Linked DNA regions of Gossypium raimondii: region 2 is linked to region 1. A link is a contact called in public Hi-C data. All regions are on one chromosome and are shown on one strand. The core of a region is the stretch at or near the end of the contact, and the rest is flanking DNA. Distances in the headings are between cores, read along the strand shown. Region 1 holds the start of LOC105772957 (ATP synthase gamma chain, chloroplastic). Region 2 holds the start of LOC105773020 (arogenate dehydratase/prephenate dehydratase 1, chloroplastic).

Evidence for each region. Hi-C and Micro-C count contacts between places; a contact is called where the count stands out from the background.
Region 2: a contact with region 1 is called in a Hi-C map of leaf, with 4 times the contacts expected there. The contact joins the promoter of LOC105773020 here to the promoter of LOC105772957 in region 1. A contact is called at or near these places in 2 of 2 Hi-C or Micro-C datasets (both in leaf).

What each region holds. Positions count from the first base shown.
Region 1 is chr6:50,954,354-50,958,138 of ASM2569854v1, forward strand. LOC105772957 (ATP synthase gamma chain, chloroplastic) reads left to right here and starts at 1,602. Exons shown (of 2, transcript XM_052632835.1): 1 at 1,602-2,963; 2 at 3,099-3,446. The coding sequence starts at 1,794. The coding sequence ends at 2,924. It overlaps LOC105772956 (pentatricopeptide repeat-containing protein At1g11710, mitochondrial), which reads left to right. Exons shown (of 2, transcript XM_012594482.2): 2 at 1-835. The coding sequence ends at 589.
Region 2 is chr6:51,093,968-51,097,583 of ASM2569854v1, forward strand. LOC105773020 (arogenate dehydratase/prephenate dehydratase 1, chloroplastic) reads left to right here and starts at 1,317. Exons shown (of 11, transcript XM_012594588.2): 1 at 1,317-2,266; 2 at 3,381-3,448; 3 at 3,527-3,616. The coding sequence starts at 1,996.

The DNA.
Region 1 (3,785 bases), core at 352-2,851:
AGACTTGGTCACCTATGGTGCTTTAATTGATGGGTATTGCAAGGAAGGGAAACTAGGAAGTGCTGTTTGGGTCTACGAAAAGATGAAGGTGGAGAAAAAGCCCAACATAGTGATATATAACTCTATTCTTAATGGATTGTGCAAGGAGATGTCAATGGATGCTGCAAGACGGATGATAGATTCGTTAAAGAGTCTGGGTTTACCTGATGCTATAACATATAATACTCTCATTAACGGTTATTTCAGCTGTGGTAATATGGATGAGGCATTTTCTCTGTTAATGGAGATGCGAAAGGTAGGGAGGTTTGTAAACACAGTAACTTACAATACATTGATAAACTTTCTTTGCAAGTGTGGGTGCATTCAACAAGCAAAAGAACTAACGAAGAGAATGGTTCTAGAGGGCCTGATTCCTGATTTTATAACATACACGATGCTCATTACATGTTCTGCTAAGAATTGTAGCGCAGATGAAGTTATTGAATTGCATGACTCCATGGTGCTTAACGGAGTGGTTCCTTACCGACAGACGTATCAAGCTATTGTCAGACCCCTCCTTGGGGAAGAAAATGAGGAGACAAGAGTTTAGTTTTTATATTTTCTTACTCATGTTAGTTCAGTTGCCTTTGATTTTTCCCCCCCTTCATTCTTATTCATTGTCATCAGATAATGAACAACCGAGAACTTTTTCTTTATGTCAAATAAATATAGAGATTTCGCCTATGGTGTGGATTGTAGCCAATTATGCAGCTGTCGAACACGACAGGTTGCTAATTTATGCCATTGTATGTATTATTATGTGAAATTTTCTACTCGAAAATCAGTTTTAGGAAAAGATGATGTTATGATGATTGTTTCTGTTTTGTTTATAAGTTGGATATGCATTCAGGGGCCTGGAAGTTCTTGAATTGGCCTGTTCTTTCCTTTCTCATTACCTAGAGCTCTAGATCTCATAGGTTCAAAGGAGTAGACATTGACAGTTAAAAGCTCTTGCAACACTGATCTAGGAAGATGATGGAGCATTTCGGTTCTGATGCAAGATGTTTCGACCTGTTAAATTGGAATTGATCTTCTGCATAATTTTGACTAATGATGTATCGGTCCATGAATGTGTGGCCTTGAAATTTCATCATCTTTTTTGTTCCTTTTTTTTTCCTCATTTCTTATTGTTACAGGGTATAGAACACCAGCAATATGTCGAAGGCAACGCATTTGTTTTCTGAAATGTAATCTTTTGATTTTTTTGTATGGAAGTATGATAGACATTCAAATCATAAAGCTCTTTTGACCTGTTCTCCAACCATTTTTACAGAAAATCAGTTTTTTTGCAACATAAAGTCTATGGCTTTTCTTATCAGGTACAAACCTTTTCCACACATATTTCCTGGAAATTAACACAAGTAAATATTGTAAGTACGGTTGAAAAGTATCAAAATTCATGGAGTGGCATATACCTTTCAGAATAGGGAACCTATCAAGTTAAGATCCAAGAAGCAACCATTCAGAGGTTGCCACTTCAAAAAGGCCCCATCAAGATGTAATGGTGAAATATCAATGGACCAAAATTTCAAAATTCTTATCCCAAAACCTCATCCATTCCCTCCCTCTCACTTCCACACATTCCCTCTGATTTCCTCCATACCAGAAACTACTCTCCAACACACAAAAGGATAAGACTTGATAAAAATCAAAATACAAAAGCAAGCCATTGTAGGAAAAAGCTCTTTCTCTTGCTCTCTTTAGAGTAAATTTCTCTTGCAATCCTTTGTAGAGCTCCGGGATCCATTGTCACCATGTCTTGCTCAAATCTGACAATGTGGGTGTCCTCAAAACCCTCTCTTTCTGACACTTCTTCACTCTCTTTCCGTTCTTTCATCAGCCCTTTTCAGCTCCCATCTCAGAGCTCAACCCCCGGTAACCCTTCCAGGTCCTCATCTGTAACCCCAGTTCACTGTGGTCTTCGTGAGCTTAGAGACCGTATTGATTCAGTAAAGAACACGCAGAAGATCACTGAAGCCATGAAACTTGTGGCTGCTGCTAAAGTTAGGAGAGCACAAGAAGCTGTTGTCAATGGCAGACCTTTCTCTGAGTCCCTGGTTGAAGTTCTTTACAACATCAATGAACAGCTCCAGACTGAAGACATAGATGCTCCTCTCACAAACGTCAGGCCTGTCAAAAAAGTTGCTTTGGTTGTTGTTACTGGTGATCGTGGTCTCTGTGGAGGTTTTAACAATGCTATCATCAAGAAAGCTGAAGCTAGAATTGCAGAATTGAAGCAGCTTGGACTTGATTATACAATAATCAGTGTGGGGAAAAAGGGTAATTCATATTTCATCCGCAGGCCTTACATCCCAGTGGACAGATTCCTAGATGGTAGCTCACTCCCTACAGCTAAAGAAGCTCAGGCAATTGCTGATGATGTTTTTTCACTCTTTGTTAGTGAAGAAGTCGATAAAGTGGAGCTTTTGTACACCAAATTCGTATCCTTGGTTAAGTCTGATCCTGTGATTCATACTTTGCTTCCACTGTCACCAAAGGGTGAAATCTGTGATGTAAATGGTGTTTGTGTTGATGCTGCTGAGGATGAGTTCTTCAGATTGACAACCAGGGAAGGGAAACTGACGGTGGAGAGAGAAGTTATGAGGACTCAGACAGCTGATTTCTCTCCCATTTTGCAGTTTGAGCAGGACCCAGTTCAGATTCTTGATGCTTTGTTGCCTCTTTATCTCAACAGCCAGGTTCTGAGGGCTTTGCAGGAATCACTAGCCAGTGAGCTTGCAGCTAGGATGAGTGCCATGAGCAATGCTACTGATAATGCCCAGGAACTGAAAAAGACCTTGTCTATCGTCTACAACCGGCAGCGTCAAGCGAAAATCACCGGAGAGATATTGGAGATTGTTGCTGGTGCCAATGCTTTGGTCTAATGAACTTGAAACCTGTTTCACCATCAATTATGTTCCCTTGTAGGTATTAAAAAGAATTATTAAATTATGAGTAGTTTCCCTATTCAATCCTATATACTTGTTTAAGAACAGCCATGCTGATATGTTTTTTTTTTTGCATTGTAATTCTCGAATGCTTATGAACTCTTTGCACAGTGGGAACCGCAATGTCTTTTGGAGTTGAAAAATAAGAGCATTTACCCATCTTTGTATGTTATTTGCCCCTTACATGTATAATACTTGTCCGGTCACCGTCGAAGATCGAGTTTCGCATGCTCCAGTTGCCTTTGATATATTGCAAGCAAGAATAATTTTCTTTCTTGAATTTAAACCGTGAGAGATTCAATAGGCTTCATTCATTAGAGCTGCTCAAGAGGGGCCTTCTTTCATGCAGGTTCATTTGATTCCCTGCAGCTTTTGGTTACTTAATCTTATCATCTGTTTCTTTGGACAATTAAAAGGGTTTAGATGAAACCAAGATATCAATTTGCTTCATTACATTTACACCATTGTTTATATTAGATTCTTGGCTTTATAAGTTAGTCTTTACGGAGTCTTTTAAGGCCGGATTCGTGAATTGGCGGCCGAGTACGGACCACATCCGAAGTTTCGGTTACAAAATATGGTGAATCTAAGTTAATTTACTGGCAATTTAGCTGCCTAATAAAATCGAAATGATATGCAGATTTATATATCAGACAAAAGGAACAAAATACCAAACACAGAATCCTGCATAAAGCATATATGCCAACTAGTTGGAAAGCTAACCATATGAATGTGTTTGAGCATCACTCCTATTTAGATTAATTGTTACTAAGTGTGATTAGTGGTCAAGCCCAAGTT
Region 2 (3,616 bases), core at 67-2,566, 140 kb after region 1:
ATCTAGTAATTGTGTATGCTCCATCACCTTACTAAATACAGATAATCCTTTGTTGTACGACATTCACAACTTGATTATGTACTATATTATTGATTTTAATTAATAAATAAGATATATTAAAAAATTGGATAAAAGTATCATAAAAGTTCCTATATCAAGAATTAAATTGTATCTTATTAAAAAAATGAGTAAATTTAAATTAGATTTGATCATGGGCTAGGCCGATGTCAAATTTTATACCTAAGTTTGACTCAAAAAATAGACCTAAAATTTTGCTCAAACTTGACCCAGATAAAAAAATACTAAACCCGAGCCTACTTGGCCTGCCCATATTGAAATTTTTTATATTATTTTTATATAAAAATAAATTTAAAAAATACAATACATCAAATATACTAAAAACATTAAAATAAATATTTCCCAATAAATTGAAAATACATTAAAAAAATCTTTATACTTAAATAATACTAAGATAGTTACAACTTAGCAAGCAAATGCCTTTAAAATAGTAACAAAATTAATAATAAAATAATAGTTATACAATTTCCAAATAATAATAACAAAATAGTAGCAAAACAAAGCAAAATGACAACAAACAGCAATAGAAATTTTTTTAAAAACAGATCCGGGCTGGATCAAGTCCAGGCAAAAAAATTTTACCTGAGGCCCAACCCATTTCGAAAACGGGTGTTATTTTTTGTCCAAGTTCATTTTTCGGATCTATATTTTTGTCCAAACTCTCCCACTTTTTCGAGCGGGTTTTCAGGTCTAGGCAAATGGCCCAATCCATGATCAAACCTAATCTAAATTAGTTCTTGTAGTTAAATAAAAAAGCAAACTGATCATTTCTATTAAAGAACATACATTTTTACTATTAAAAACTAACTTGACTAATGAAATAACTAAACAATTATACATGGTGTGCCACATGTACCTCATGTTGACATATATAAACTAATTTTAATAATAAAATAGATAGATATTTAAAAAATGAACCAATTTGCTCTAATTTATTTACTTTTGAATAAAAGAACAAAATATAAATTAACTTATAATACAAAAACTTTTTTTAGATCGATAAATATTTTAAATAGAAAATTGAGAGTTCCGGTTCAATTTGACAATTCACCTAAAAATACTAAAATTTATCGAAATAAAAGAATATGAATTTGAGTTCCTTATCTTTTATTTAAAAGTGAAAATAGGGTACAATTTTATATGAATAAAAAGTACAAGGGATAAGATTTCTTAAAAAAAGTCCAAAATTGAGATATTTTATTTAAATAACTTTAGTAACGCCTGAACTGGATTTTGATAACGCTACAGAAAACATTTGGAAGAATATACTATCTAATATTTATTTTCTTCCCCAATACAATTTAATGTTATGGTTTAAGCCAGCTCAGCCATTATTGTGAAATTTGGAAGGCCATTTCCAGGTTTCCAAAACCATTCCCTGATTATACTCTTCCTATTCTCCTCTATTTAATATCATATATGGAAGGTTTGGTGGTGATATAGTTGTTCCCAGGACCCAGGTTTCACTCTTGAAGATTGGATTCTCATTGGATTGCTTGGCTTCACCTTTGTTTTTTTTCCTTTCCTTCTTTGACGTCAAACACCCTCTAATCTAAGGAAACGTGTAGCCAACTTTCCTTTCCCAACTACCCTCTTCTTTTTCTAGTCTACCCAAGTTCTTTGAATTACCAGTAACATTTGTTTGATTTCTCAGTTGAAAAGAAGGGGAGAAAAAAATAGTTTGGGCTTTTCTTTTTTGAGTAGTTTTGTGTTATGGGGTCCATTCATACTTAACCTGCATTCTCCTTTCAAGTTGCCTCTCACTCTGTTTCACCAACAACACCGCACCACCAAACTTGATTCTTTTTTTCACTCATTGAGAGGTTGAAGTTTTGGCCTTTTCTTGTTCTTTTGATAGAAAAATAGCAGGACATTGGCATTGTGTTATTTGGTTTTTGAGATTTCTTGTATTTTTTGATGGCTTTGAAGTGTGTTCCGATCTTCTTTTGTTCTCAAAAGCCTCAGTCTCTTCTTGAGATACCAGCTTTGGGGTATAGCCGAGGTAGGATTGTGTTGGATTTGAGGACTATTAGATTGGAATGCTGTGCTTTGGGTGCTTCAGCACAAAGTGCTATTTGTCTTGTTGAAGACGAGAAGCCTGGGGCCAAGACATCTCCCACTGGGAAGATTGATAACGATGGGAACACAATCTCAAGGGGGTTTCACAAGGACTTGAATCTTCTTCCTAGTAATCTAACTCGGTTCTAGTACTTTCAACTAATATTGGGTTTTAATTTTTTTTTTTATAATTCTCTTCCTATAATTTTATTGAGTTGTTGAATGAATTTTAGATGTGATGGAAGCTATGCTTTGTTCTATAAATTAGCATTAATGAAATTATAGATGGAAATAATGTTCATTTCATTTTTAATTTTTGATGCAAATATTTTGATTGAGGTTGAAAAGAATCCTAAAATATGTTGAAGGGCAATGTAGATGGGTCCATTTGTTGTTCTAGTGTTTATAGCTAAATGAAAGGTTCTACTTTGAATGAGTTTGAATAAAGGACAGTTGGAACATTCGTTAGGATTAATGATGTTTCATTTGATATGTAGAATTACATTTATGAGGCCAATTATATTCAATGTCAGTTGTTTGAATGTGCTTCAAGGTTATGTAGCTATGTAAAGATAGAAGATGGCTGCTATTGTCTCCTGCTTGGAACTGTTTTGGACTATTCGGTCCCATGGAACCGTTGGTTTAGCAAGAAAGTAAATACAAAATGAGATTCCTAGCTTGGCAGTTGAGATTTACTTTGTTGATGGCTTTTGATGCTTATGATCTTTAGTTATGTTTGTTTGAAGCCGGACATAAAAATTTTGCACTGAATCATGCATCGCTTACTTTTACGAACAACATCTTCTGCTAACATGTGTAGTTATGAGTAGGAGGAATATTCTTTTTTGGAACTTTTGAGTATCATGCATAATGTCAAGCCAATGGGATGGGATAGGACTCTCACGTGGATGAACTTGAGTTGTTCAAGGTTTGAATGACTCCCAAATGTACTCACTCCGCATGTGTACGGATAAAGGAGTATAACCGTTACCTGATCTAGGACAGGATTAATTCATACTTGTATACAATGAATATCTTTCCTTTCAGATGTAATTTAATTAGGTTGGACCGTGTACTTGAATGATCTAGTGATTTCATTGATCGTGGACGTGCTCTATAAATTTATTTCCAATTTTCTTGTATTATTCTTTTATAAGGTATTGTGTCTTATCTTTAATAACTTGGACCGTTACAGGGTTTTGGTCAATGCAATTTCTAAGATTGAATATGTAACTGTTTTGTAGAACCGCTGTCCAAAACCGATCTATCTCCATTTCCTGATGATGGTTCAAACGTGCGGGTTGCTTTTCAGGTCTGAAACTTATTTATTCTTTGATGGAATGTCCAACGTGTTTCTTGCTATACTTATGTCAGCTATTACTTATTTTAGGGAATCTCAGGTGCATATGGCGAGGATGCTGCCCTTAAAGCATACCCTAATTGTGAGACTGTGCCATGTGACCAATTTGAAGCAGCATTC